Regions from separate parts of the Mus musculus genome. Here region 1 is linked to region 2. The links are chromatin contacts, called in public Hi-C maps. All regions are on one chromosome and are shown on one strand. The core of a region is the stretch at or near the end of the contact, and the rest is flanking DNA. Distances in the headings are between cores, read along the strand shown. Region 1 overlaps Prune2 (prune homolog 2). Region 2 has its middle 21 kb from the start of Vps13a.

The links. Hi-C and Micro-C count contacts between places; a contact is called where the count stands out from the background.
Region 1: a Hi-C map of the HPC-7 cell line shows a contact between it and region 2, with 5 times the contacts expected there. A contact is called at or near these places in 10 of 484 Hi-C or Micro-C datasets (the 3T3-L1 cell line, the HPC-7 cell line, cerebral cortex and 6 more) and 1 of 130 datasets of targeted methods (hippocampal excitatory neurons).

The regions. Positions count from the first base shown.
Region 1 is chr19:17,069,121-17,074,765 of GRCm38.p6, forward strand. All of the region lies in intron 6 of Prune2 (prune homolog 2), which reads left to right. Among named protein-coding and RNA genes, the nearest start is that of Prune2, 120 kb to the left of the region's middle.
Region 2 is chr19:16,798,445-16,804,575 of GRCm38.p6, forward strand. No RefSeq gene overlaps it. Among named protein-coding and RNA genes, the nearest start is that of Vps13a, 21 kb to the left of the region's middle.

The DNA.
Region 1 (5,645 bases), core at 326-2,825, 270 kb after region 2:
TCTGCTCCTGCACCAACCTTTGGCGGTCCTCGGTTCTTCATTCAAGCTTATTCTTTTCTCCAGTTTACTTTGAGGTCAGAATATGACAAAGCGCATTATCTCCCTTTATACAGGAATGCATGAAATGTAACCTTATCAATGCCCCAGACTTCCCACTCTGACCTCCCTTCTGCTTTGTGTTCTTTCTCATCACAGAGTTTATTCTGGCTGGCACCTGTCAGTGTTAGCAATCCTCTTTAAACTGATTTATTGACTTACTATTTCTGTTCGCTAACCTGCAACTCCTTAAAAGCCACAGAATGGTCTGTAAGCCTGAAAGCACTGGCCAACATGCAGGAGATTATCACTTGCTCCATGAGACAATTGGTGACTGAATTCACTAATGAATGATGAATTGTCCTTCCCTTGATAGTATATCATTGTCTAAAAACATAAAATGTGGAGACTGGTATGTCACTTCTAGAAGTCTAGAAGCCTACTCTACACTGGGATTCTTGCCTTTGCCAGTAGTTCTCCAACAGTGTGGTGTTGTCAATCCATAGTCTATGGTACCTCATTTAATTTCCTTTCTTTTCCTATTGCTTAAGACTTGTATCCTTTTTACACAGAAAAATCTTCCGGATTCCTCTTCTCATTCACCACAATGTGGCAGAAACAAGGATGGTAGCTAGGTGACATACAAGTTCTTGACTGGGGCTTGCGAGGTATGAAACCCCAACTGATCATTATGTTTGTCCCATCACAGTCTACTGGAAGAGTCAGGTGTGTACAAAGCCAACCTACACTTCATGTGCATGATGTATGTTTCATCTAGGAGAGACTAGAGATGAGTCACAACACTCAAATTCAGTGTGCATACTCGCAAAGAAACAACTATGCTTTGCTTATAGCTCACTTGGACTGTATTCATTCCATGCTTCCCTCTCTTAGCATGGGATGCAGGCACTGTTCTGAGTCCTTGTTCTAGTTTGCCTCCTATTATTGTGATGAATGCCATGACCCAAAGCAACTCAGAGTCTGAAGGGTTTATTTCCACTTCCAAGTTAGAGCTTATGAAGAAGGCAAGTCAGGGCAAGAACTCAAGGCAGGAACCTGGAGGCAGGAGCTACAGCAGGGGCTTGCTTCTCTTGGCTTGTTCTGCCTGAATTCTTATACAACATAGGTTCACCTACCCAGGGGTGACACCACCCATAGTGTCTTGGGCCCTCCCATGTCAATTATTAATCAAGAAAATGTCCCAGAGACTTTCCTAAGGACTAATCTGATAGAGGCTTTTCTCAATTGAGGTTCCCTCTTCCCAGGTGACCTAGCTTGTGTCAAATTGACAAAAACTTGATTGGCACAATCCTCTTCAAGTAACTTTCATAAACTTCACTGGACTCTGTCACTGATGCTCATGGGTGAAGAAATTAAAACCAAGTGTCTTTCTAAGCATCTCATGGCCAGTGAACAAGCCATGTAACTGAGCTTCAAGCTGAGGTGGCCTTGGCACTTGCACCAGGCTCCTTGTCATAAATGTTTGAAGACTCCAGATGACAAATGATTTAACATCAGACTAGAAGAGAAAAGGGAAGCTTATTGGTTGGAAACAGAGAGGGAAATTACATACTAGGAAGAAAGAGCATGGTTGTGTGTCTGGACATGTCTCAGAGGCAGCAAGCAGTCAGTAGGGCTAGAGCAGAAGATCCAACTGAGAGTGAAGGTAGCCATTCTATCAGTGAAAACATACAAATCAAAGTTAAAAAAATTGGTCAGCCCTGGGGTAACTTATATACACTTAAAGGCCCCCACCTTGTGTGTGTGTGTTTATGTATGTGTGCCCATGTGAGTGCATGTAGAGGCCAGAGGTAGATGTCTTTCTCCATACCTCTGCACTTTAGTTTGAGACAATGTCTCTTTGCCAACTCAGAGCCCACTGCTATAGCTGCTATTGGCTGGCCAGTCTTCCTGCTTCCCCATCTCAAGCCCTAGGGTTGCTGGAATCCACTGCTATGCTCAGCTTTCCTTAGGAGCTGGGGTTCAACATTACACTCTCATGCTTCCACAGCAAAGACTTTCCTAACAACTATCACCTCATCCCTAATCAGAAAAACTTTTAAAACCGAAACTATCAAAATGAATCCCAAATGTTAGGGGCATACAGCCTGTTAATAGAAGTTCATGGAGATATCGGAAGATTCTGATTAGTGTTCTCAAGTAAAAAGGTTTTAATTTTTTGGCAAAAGGAAATGCACATGTTTGTCAGTATTTCTTAAGATCTTAGTTTTCAATGGCAATTCAGAGCCACCTAGTGACCAAAAAGTATTTAAAATACAAAACAGGAAAAGAAAAAGATTCCAGTAAAGAGAAAAGCAGTTGCCTAATCCTGGTCTTTGGTGCCCAGAGATAAAGATATATAAGTGCAGGTCTACAAGGTGAGACCTACTACACGTTAAGGAGAATACGCCTCTCGTTCCTTTGGTGGTTAGAGAGCCCTACACATAAATTTGAGATTATATGTATAGTTAAGCTTTAATACAGATGACATGTACCAAACGGCACATGTGGGCCTAACACAGCTACTATAAGCAAACTTTCCTCACAGATACAAGTCGCTTTCCTTGTAGTCTGCTACTGTGAAGAAGCCTACACGTTTGCTTTGTGTCTTGGGAATAGGAACGATGGGACAGAAGCTGTCCTGAAGATAAGTCTCGGGCTGGTAGACAGGAAGGCACGAGGGAGTCCTAAAATTCCAGATGAGACTCCTGCTTTCTGTCTAATTTTGAACAGGAAAATCCAAAGAGTTCTACTCAGTTTGGTTTATGTACCTGTTGCAAAATTCTGCTGAGTCTTGATAGGTTTCTTGCAGGGCGTGGGTGCAGCAAGTTTCAAGTGTGTTGATGGAGCCAGGGCTTTTAGCTTGGTTGCAGTAAAGTCCTTCATCTAGAAGGACACACTAGGAGATGAAGGGGGACGGATGAAATGTGGCCATGCTGTAGAACACTGTGTTGATTAAATGTATTAAAGATAGACTCAGAGACACCAAAATGTGCCGGTAACTCATTAAGGAAAGAAAGTTCAGGTCTTGAACTCCCTGAATTCATTTGACTGAGAGCAAGGCCAAGATGAATTCTTCACTTCTCTTCCCATATCTTCTATCTGTAGTGTGTGGTTTCTGGCTTGTCTGTAGTCTCTATGCATTTAATGTGCCTCTTTTGCCAATGTCTTATCCTTGTGCCTGCCTGATGCATAACTGTAAGTCCAACCGTTCCCAACAAAGGGCTTTTGCTTTGTATTTACTGAACACCAAAGAAAGCATCACATGGCAGGGGAGTTATGGGGAACACATTACAGAAATATTTAACAGAGTTTTACAAGGGATTGAGCTCTGTGCTCCAGCTAATCCCTACTGACCCTTGGGCTCTCAGTGCTATAAACAGATGCTCATCAAATGATATCCATATGTTGCTTTCAGGAGTTATGGCAGGTATTTGCTGTATAAAGTATTTTTATGGTATTTGTTACATATGGTTGTTTTTTTCAAGCTATTTGCTGTTTTAAGCAAACAAATGTCATAGCACACACACATATATGTGTGTATATATATATGTATATATATATATATATATATATATATATATATATATACATACATATATATATATACACACACATGTATTGCTCTCTGAGTCAGGGGCATGAAAAGGTACATAATTTAAGATTAGATCTACATATTATTTTAGGTTATAAAAGCTAATTACATGAGAAATCCAAAGATTTGAGTATGGTTGAGTGTTACATTGTTATCTTAAAATCAGTTTAAACAAACAGGCTGAGTATACGGAAGGACAGCAGTGTAAAGTCTTAAATGACCTCGAGGTATATTATTAATTGGCTTTGTGATCCAGTAGAAGCTCAAGTCTCTTGGAATTTAAAAGATATTTCTTGCCAAACGCATGAAATTCAAGAAGAACGAAGACCAAAGTGTGGACACTTTATCCTTTCTTAGAAATGGGAACAAAAACACCCATGGAAAGAGCTACAGAGACAAAATTTGAAGCTGTGATGAAAGGATGGACCATCTAGTGATTGCCATATGCAGGGATCCATCCCATAATCAGCATCCAAATGCTGACACCATTGCATACACTAGCAAGATTTTGCTGAAAGAATCCAGATATAGCTCTCTCTTGTGAGACTATGCCAGGGCCTAGCAAACACAGAAGTGGATGCTCACAGTCAGCTATTGGATGGGTCACAGGGCCCCCAATGGAGGAGCTAGAGAAATTACCCAAGGAGCTAATGGGAACTGCAACCCTATAGGTGGAACAACAATATGAACTAACCAGTACCCCGGAGCTCTTGTCTCTAGCTGCATATGTATCAAAAGATGGCCTAGTTGGCCATCACTGCAAAGAGAGGCCCATTGGACTTGCAAACTTTATATGTCCCAGTACAGGGGAACGCCAGGGCCAAAAAGGGGGAGTGGGTGGGTAGGGGATTGGGGGGGGTGGGTATGGGGGACATTTGGGATAGCATTGAAAATGTAAACGAGGAAAATACCTAATAAAAAAAATAAAAATGAAAAAAATGAAAAAAAAAAGATATTTCTATAATAATGTATTGCCACAGTATGAGAAAACTGAGTCCGAAGTGCCTGTCTGCCGGGACCTGCCCTGGCCTTTAGAATGGATGGTATAAGGCAGGACACAGTCAGACCAAGGTCAAATTCTGGTGATCTCTAGCCTTGTAGCTCTCTCTTACTATTTTGTGTTAATAAGCACTGGTTTCTTACTATTCTGTGGCTAAATGTTGCTGGTTTCTGGTAATAAACTCCTGCTGGCAGCAGAGGATTAAGATGGAGGAAAAAAAAAAAGACCTAATTGCTAGAGCTGTTTTCTCTCTGGCTCAGGGACCTCTCCCTGGCCAGCCAAGAGGCTTGGGACTTGTTAGCTCTTCTTGAACCAGAGAGAAAAGAAAGGAAAAGAAAGAAAATCATTTGCACAGACAACACACACACACACACACACACACACACACACACACACACACACACTGATCAGGCTCAATCATCTGGCTCATCAACTCCACAAGTGTTCATGCATACTTACATACATATACATACACTTACACATGTATGTATATACATACATATAGGCAAACAGACACATACATATATACATTTGGTAAATGGGGCTGAGCCCCAAATGCCATACTTTATTTCTTCTCTCTGGCCTTCTTATAGTTTCTTAGACAAAAAACAAATAACTTTAGAAAATTATCTCACAGATAAAATGTTACAAAAGGGGAGTTACAGAAGAATGTCAATAATAAGTTCAAAGAAGTGTTTCATTCTACAAGTTCTTTATAAGTTCAAAGCAACAGTTTCACATGGGCTCACTTTTTCATAGTGCACAACTGTGGCTTCATCCTTGAACCTGAACTAGAATGAATGTTTTTTCTTGATAACAAATCTGTCCCAAGCCTATTTCCCTTTTTAGTGTAATTGTGAAATCTCATTGTATTTATTATCATGTAGCCTTTACTTACTATTATGAGGAGTGGGCACATTCTATTATGGATTCTAACTTTATTACATTTTTCTGGCAAAATAACTAAAACCATCTCCTAAAACTTTCTTCCTAAAATTATTTGGATCAAATAAG
Region 2 (6,131 bases), core at 2,612-5,111:
TTATTAGGGAAGCAGAGCACTAGGATAATGCAAATAGAAGTGTTTCACGTGTTTTGTTTTTTCCCTCTTCATCTTATTCCTGCCAGCCTGCTGTCCTGGGTCTTACATTACTTGCTTCTTGTTTATTTTCTTCTCTTTTTCTTCCTCTTTGCTATTTTTTTTCTTGTTTTCTGTTTTCAGCATGCTGGGACATACCTGTAATTCTGGCACTTGGGAGGGTGAGGCAGGAGGTTCATGTGTTTGAAACCAGCTGGGTTACATGATAAGACTTTATCTCTATTTTTGAAAAAAAAAAAACCAAACAAAACAAGTGTGCATTAAATATACACAGGGTGCTTCTAAGATTTACACACATGTATGTAAAGTACTTTGACTACATTCACCCCATTAGCTTCTCTGGCCCTGCCTGTTTCCTGTTGCTTCCTTCCACTTTCCAAATAACCTACCTTCCATTCTCACACCTTTGTTTTTAAATCTAAATTCCTCACAAAAAGTGAAAATTAGCGTAATGATTATATAAATTATTTTCATATAATTTTTCATAATGGGCTTCAGTTGAGAGTTTCAAGACAACCTCCTTGTCTCAAATTAAGCTAAAATGGTAGGGACTTGTTCTGAGTCACACAGAACTGGAATTTTCTGGCCGAATCTACTGTTTCATTTGCTTCTTTCTCATTTGCTCCCCAAGCTCTTCACAGTCTAGCACGTACTTTTCTGTTGTTGTTGCTGTTGCTGCTGCTGTTAATATGACATTCCATATGCGAGTTCAAACATTGAGAATTTGTCTTTCTGAGTTTGAATCATTTCAGCCAACAGGGTGATCTTCAGTTAAACCCACTTTACTAAAAGCATTATGTTAGGTTTCAGGGTGGGAGAGGAAGTTTGAGAAGAGGCCCTGAGTTGAATTGTCCTTCAGGTAAAAGTTTTATTAATGTCAGCAGTACCCCAATAGAGAGATGTGATGTAGTGTCAGTCCCACAAGACAAAACAGTCTTATTTTGAGGTCCCTTGGGAGAGAGCAGAGAGAACCTGATCAATACGTGGTCTGTGTTGTGTGACAGAAGTAAGAGAGTGGAGCATTCATGACTTATACCACGCGACAGGGCTGTCTTACTCAGGTTTCCCGTTGCTGTGAGGAGACACCATGGCCAAGGCAACCCTTATAAAAGATAACATTCAATTAGGGCTATCTTACAGGTTCAGTGGTTCAGGCCAAAATCATCAAGGCAGTGTCTAGGCAGTCATAGATGCTGGAGGAGCCAAGAGTTCTGCATCTTGATTGAAAGGCGGCCAGGAGAAGATTGGCTCCCACATGACTATGAGGAGGTTCTCTAAGCCCTCCCATACAACGCCACACTTTCTCCAACAAGGCCACACCTCCTAATAGTGCCACTCCTTGAGCCAAGCATATTTAAACCACAACACAGGGGTCACTTTCTGGGTCAGGGCATAGTGTTCAGTTAAAAGATAATCATATTATTAGACAGGTCACTTGTTCCACCTGTAGTCAGCTGGCCATTTAGGGCTCAGTTATTTGGAGAGCATGTTTCTAGGAGGGGCCTGGTTCCTTACCTATGTGGCATGAAATATACATTTCCAGCCTTTTTGTTTATTTTAAGAAGAAGAAGAAGAAGAAGAAGAAGAAGAAGAAGAAGAAGAAGAAGAAGAAGAAGAAGAAGAAGAAGAAGAAGAAGAAGAAAGAGAAGAAAAGAGAAATGGTGGTCTAGGGGCTAGGGGCATTGAAAATCTTTTTTAGCTTTTTCATGTTAAATTGAACCATCATTGGTTTAAGAGACCTCCCTTCCCTTTAGATAATAGGGTCGTTAATACCAACAGAAATGTGGTGGAATTCTGGGGTAGTATCAGCCCTGTACAACAAAGTTAAGTGTCTTTAAAGGTCCCTTAGGAGGAGTTAGGGAGAGCCTATTAGTGTGTGGCCTGTGCTTCATGACAGTGCTATGAAAACAAGGTGTACAAAACTTAGGCCATGTGACAGGGACCACTCTTTCTCTGGTTTAGTGAGTGCGGCCTAAACATGTGACCAAGATTATGTGACAGGGGTCACCTGTCTTGCGTATAATCATCTGGCAGTTCAGGGCCTAGTTATCCAGAGAGCTTGTTTCTCAGAAGGTCGGGCTTCCCTGCCTGTAAATAATGACATCTACACATTACGTCATTCTTCATTTAGCTGCGTAATATTCCATGTTCACACAACCCACATTTTCTTCATATACTCAGTTCCTAGAGAGATAAGACTCCTGAGAGAAACGCACACAGTAGAGACTTGGCTTTATGAAGTTTCAGAGGGAACAAAGACTCCATTAGCAACTGGGCTAGGGGTCCTTTCTGTGGTGTTTTGGCAAAGAAGCTGGCTTTATTCTGCCTATGCCCTGGGAATTTTCATAAGTCACACATATAAGCAATAAACTAACTTTTCTCATAGACTCAGTTATTTATTTCTACTTCATGGATCTCAGGAATTAAACTCAGATTGTCAGGCTAGGAAGCAAGAGACTCTACTTGCTAAGTCGTCTTGCTGGCTCTAGTCTACATTTTTCTTGTTGCACACAGGCCTCTCAGACTTTAATTGTTTCAGTGTCATTAAAAATGTTATATGTTCATTGAGACTGAATTTAGTATTTTTGAGAGAAAATTTGAATAGCTGGCTCATATGAAATACTTCTATATTTCTGTCAATTAGAACATGTGCACTAGTTTGTTAGCTTCATGGTTATCAGGGTTTGTGTGTGTATGTGTGTGTATGTATGTGTGTGTATGTATGTGTGTGTATGTGTGTGTATGTGTGTGTGTATGTGTGTGTGTGTATGTGTGTGTATGTATGTGTGTGTATGTGTGTGTATGTATGTGTGTGTATCTGTGTGTATGTATGTGTGTGTATGTGTGTGTATGTATGTGTGTATGTGTGTGTGTATGTGTGTATGTGTGTGTATGTGTGTATGTGTGTGTATGTGTGTATGTGTGTATATGTGTGTATGTATGTAAGTGTGTGTATATGTATGTGTGTGTATGTGTGTATGTGTGTGTATGTATGTGTGTGTGTGTATGTATGTGTGTGTGTATGTGTGTGTGTATGTGTGTGTGTATGTGTGTGTATGTATGTGTGTGTATGTGTGTGTATGTATGTGTGTGTATGTGTGTGTATGTGTGTATATGTGTGTGTATGTATGTGTGTGTATGTGTGTGTATGTGTGTGTATGTATGTGTGTGTATGTGTGTGTATGTATGTGTGTGTATATGTGTGTGTGTGTCTTTGTGTTTTACATCTATCTTCCTAAAATTGAGCCCTGAACCTTCATCCTCCCCTAATCTTAGGATCCAGGAGAGTGCCCCACACCCCTGTCATCATTCATGTCTTTCTTTGAACAGGAAGACAGAGGGCAAGGAAAGAATGGAAGGGTGTGTGTGTGTGTATGTGTATGTGTGTGTGTGAATGGAAGGGTATATGTGAGAATGGAAGAGTGTGTGTGTATGTGTGTGGATATGTGTGTGTGTTGGTATGAATGGAAGGGTGTGTGTGTGTGTGTGTGTGTGTGTGTGTTGGGGGTTTGTGAGAGTGATTCTGTAGAGTTGAGTCAATCATCTTTAATGAGTCTCAGAAGTTTGACAACAAATTTTCCCATGTATTTGCTTACTAATGTGTGAAAAGAGAGAAATGGGGTCTTTAGTGCGATCTGTGTCATTCCTGATGACAGTTGATGTCAGTTCCTGACAAAAAGTAGAAGTATTCATGAGAGGACAGCTAGACAGCTCTGCTCTACACAGGTTAAAAGAAAAGTCTCCATAGGAAAGTATTATAATGGAGAACATTAATGACTGGTTACTGACGGTTGGGCTTCTGCTATGGTGGTAACAGGAAGTGGTAAGGACTGTGATGGGCAGAAAAGCTCCTGTCTCTTCTGAGAAGCTCAGCCATGTCCTGCCATTGCCATGTAGAAACAGAGCCCACAGGGGTCCATTGATCCAGTTTTCTGACAGAAAATGACAATCTGGATTTTTACGTGAACTCTTTAGTTTAAAACTAACACTTGCATTTTTTCATGTTAATAAAAATACTACATTTAAGCTCTGTAATTCTCACCAATTTTCAATTTCTTGTCAAGAAGAACCAGTATTCCTTAAGATAACATCTTAGGAAATATTATCATTGTAGTTAAGAAATGATCTCTACAACTTTACAATTTTGTAGCTATGAGGAGGAACTTGGAATAAAGGAATAGTTGAGCAGGCAAGGTATTTATCCTCTGGGCAGATGCAAATCAGATACATATTTTCCTTCTCTTAATGTGGGATAGACTTTTTTTTTTTTTTTAAGGCACGGTTCTGTTTAATACCTTCTCTCTGCTACACACAAATGCTACTATAGAATTCACCATTCCCGCTCTTGGTCATTTATTCATTGCAGTTCTGTGCTTTGGCCAGTAGGTGGCAGCAAGTATTAGCCAGAAGAAGTAGCCAGTTTACACCTTTAGAAATATAAATTTTCTTTAATCTCTGTAAACAAAAACAGTGAAGGAGGGGAGAGATCAGAGGTGCTCTGAAGGCGCTTAGGCAATAGTACCAAAAAAGAAGCTTCATAGGAAGAACTAGTCTTCTCATATCTTGCAGAATATGTGAGTGACTATTTTTTCACAACTTAAACTTTTTTTTTTTTTTTTTTTTTGAGGCAAGGTCTCGTTATTTATCTTAAATAGCCCTCAAACTTGTGATTCTTCTGTCCCAGCTTCTCAAGCGCTATTACCATATGTTCTGTAAAAAAACAAAACAAAATAAACAGACAAAAACAAAACAAAAGAAAAAAACCTAGGATCGAAGAGACATCTCAACCAGTAGTAATACATGCTTAAGGAGATCAAGTGATGATTAGCATATTGGACCTTTTGCATACATGTATCAAATTATCACACTGACCCTACAAATATATATAATGATAGGTCAATAAAGTATTTATAACGGTGAAAAGACTTAAGAATTGAAAGAGACTTATACTGACTTCCCATGTTACTTCATTTAGTCTTTTATAATTAATTAATTAATATCTCAAATGTTGCTTCACCCCCTCAGAGAGTCTCTTCCCCCTTCCCTCCCCTTCTCCTCTGAGAGGGTAGGCCTTCCCCCTGGGTATCATCTCTCTAAATGCCATCCCTCCACCCCAGCGCATCAAGTCTCTGCAGGGTTAGGTGAATTCTCTCCCACTGTGGCCAGACAAGGCAGCCCTATGTGCTGGGGCCTCACTCCAGCCCATATAAGCTCTTTGGCTAGTGGCTCAGTCTCTGAGAGCTGCCAAGGGTCCAGGTTAGTTGAGTCTGTTGGTTTTCCTGTGGAGTCCCTGTTCCCTTCACCATCTTCAATCCTTCCCCCAGCTTCCATAAGAGTCCCTGACCTTCATCCAAAGCTTGGCTGCGGGTATTTGCATCTGTTTCAGTCAGATGCTGGGTAGAGCCTTTCAGAAGATAGTTGTGCTAGATTCCTGTCTGCAAGCACAACAGACAGAGTATCGTTAATAGTGCCAGGGATTGGTGCTTGCCCACGGGATGGGTCTCAAGTTGGCTACTCCTTCAGTCTCTGCTCCATCTTTGTCCTTGTATTGCTTTTAGAACAGACAAATTTTGGGTTTAAAGTTTTGTGAGTGGGTTGGCATCCTTGTCCCTCCACTGGGGATCCTGCCTGGCTACAGGAGGTTTCTTAGAAAATTGGAAATAGTTCTACCTAAATACCCAACTATACCACTCCTGGGCATATACCCAAAACATAGTCCACCATAACCTGAGGACAATCTGCCCCTCTATGTTCATAGCAGCTTTATTCGTAATAGCCAGAAACTGGAAAGAACCTAGATATCCCTCAACTGAACAATGGATAAAGAAAATGTAGCACATTTACACAATGGAATACTATGCAGCTATTCATCATGAATTTTGCAGGCAAATGAATGGAACTAGAAAATGTCATCCTGAGTGAGGTAACCCAGACTCAGAAGAGCATGTACTGTGTGTATTCACTGATAAGTGGATATTAGCCATAAAGTACAGTATACCCATGATACTCCCCCATGGACCTAAAGGAGGAAGGCCCAAGTGAGGATGCTTGAGTCTCGCTTAGAAGGGGGAATA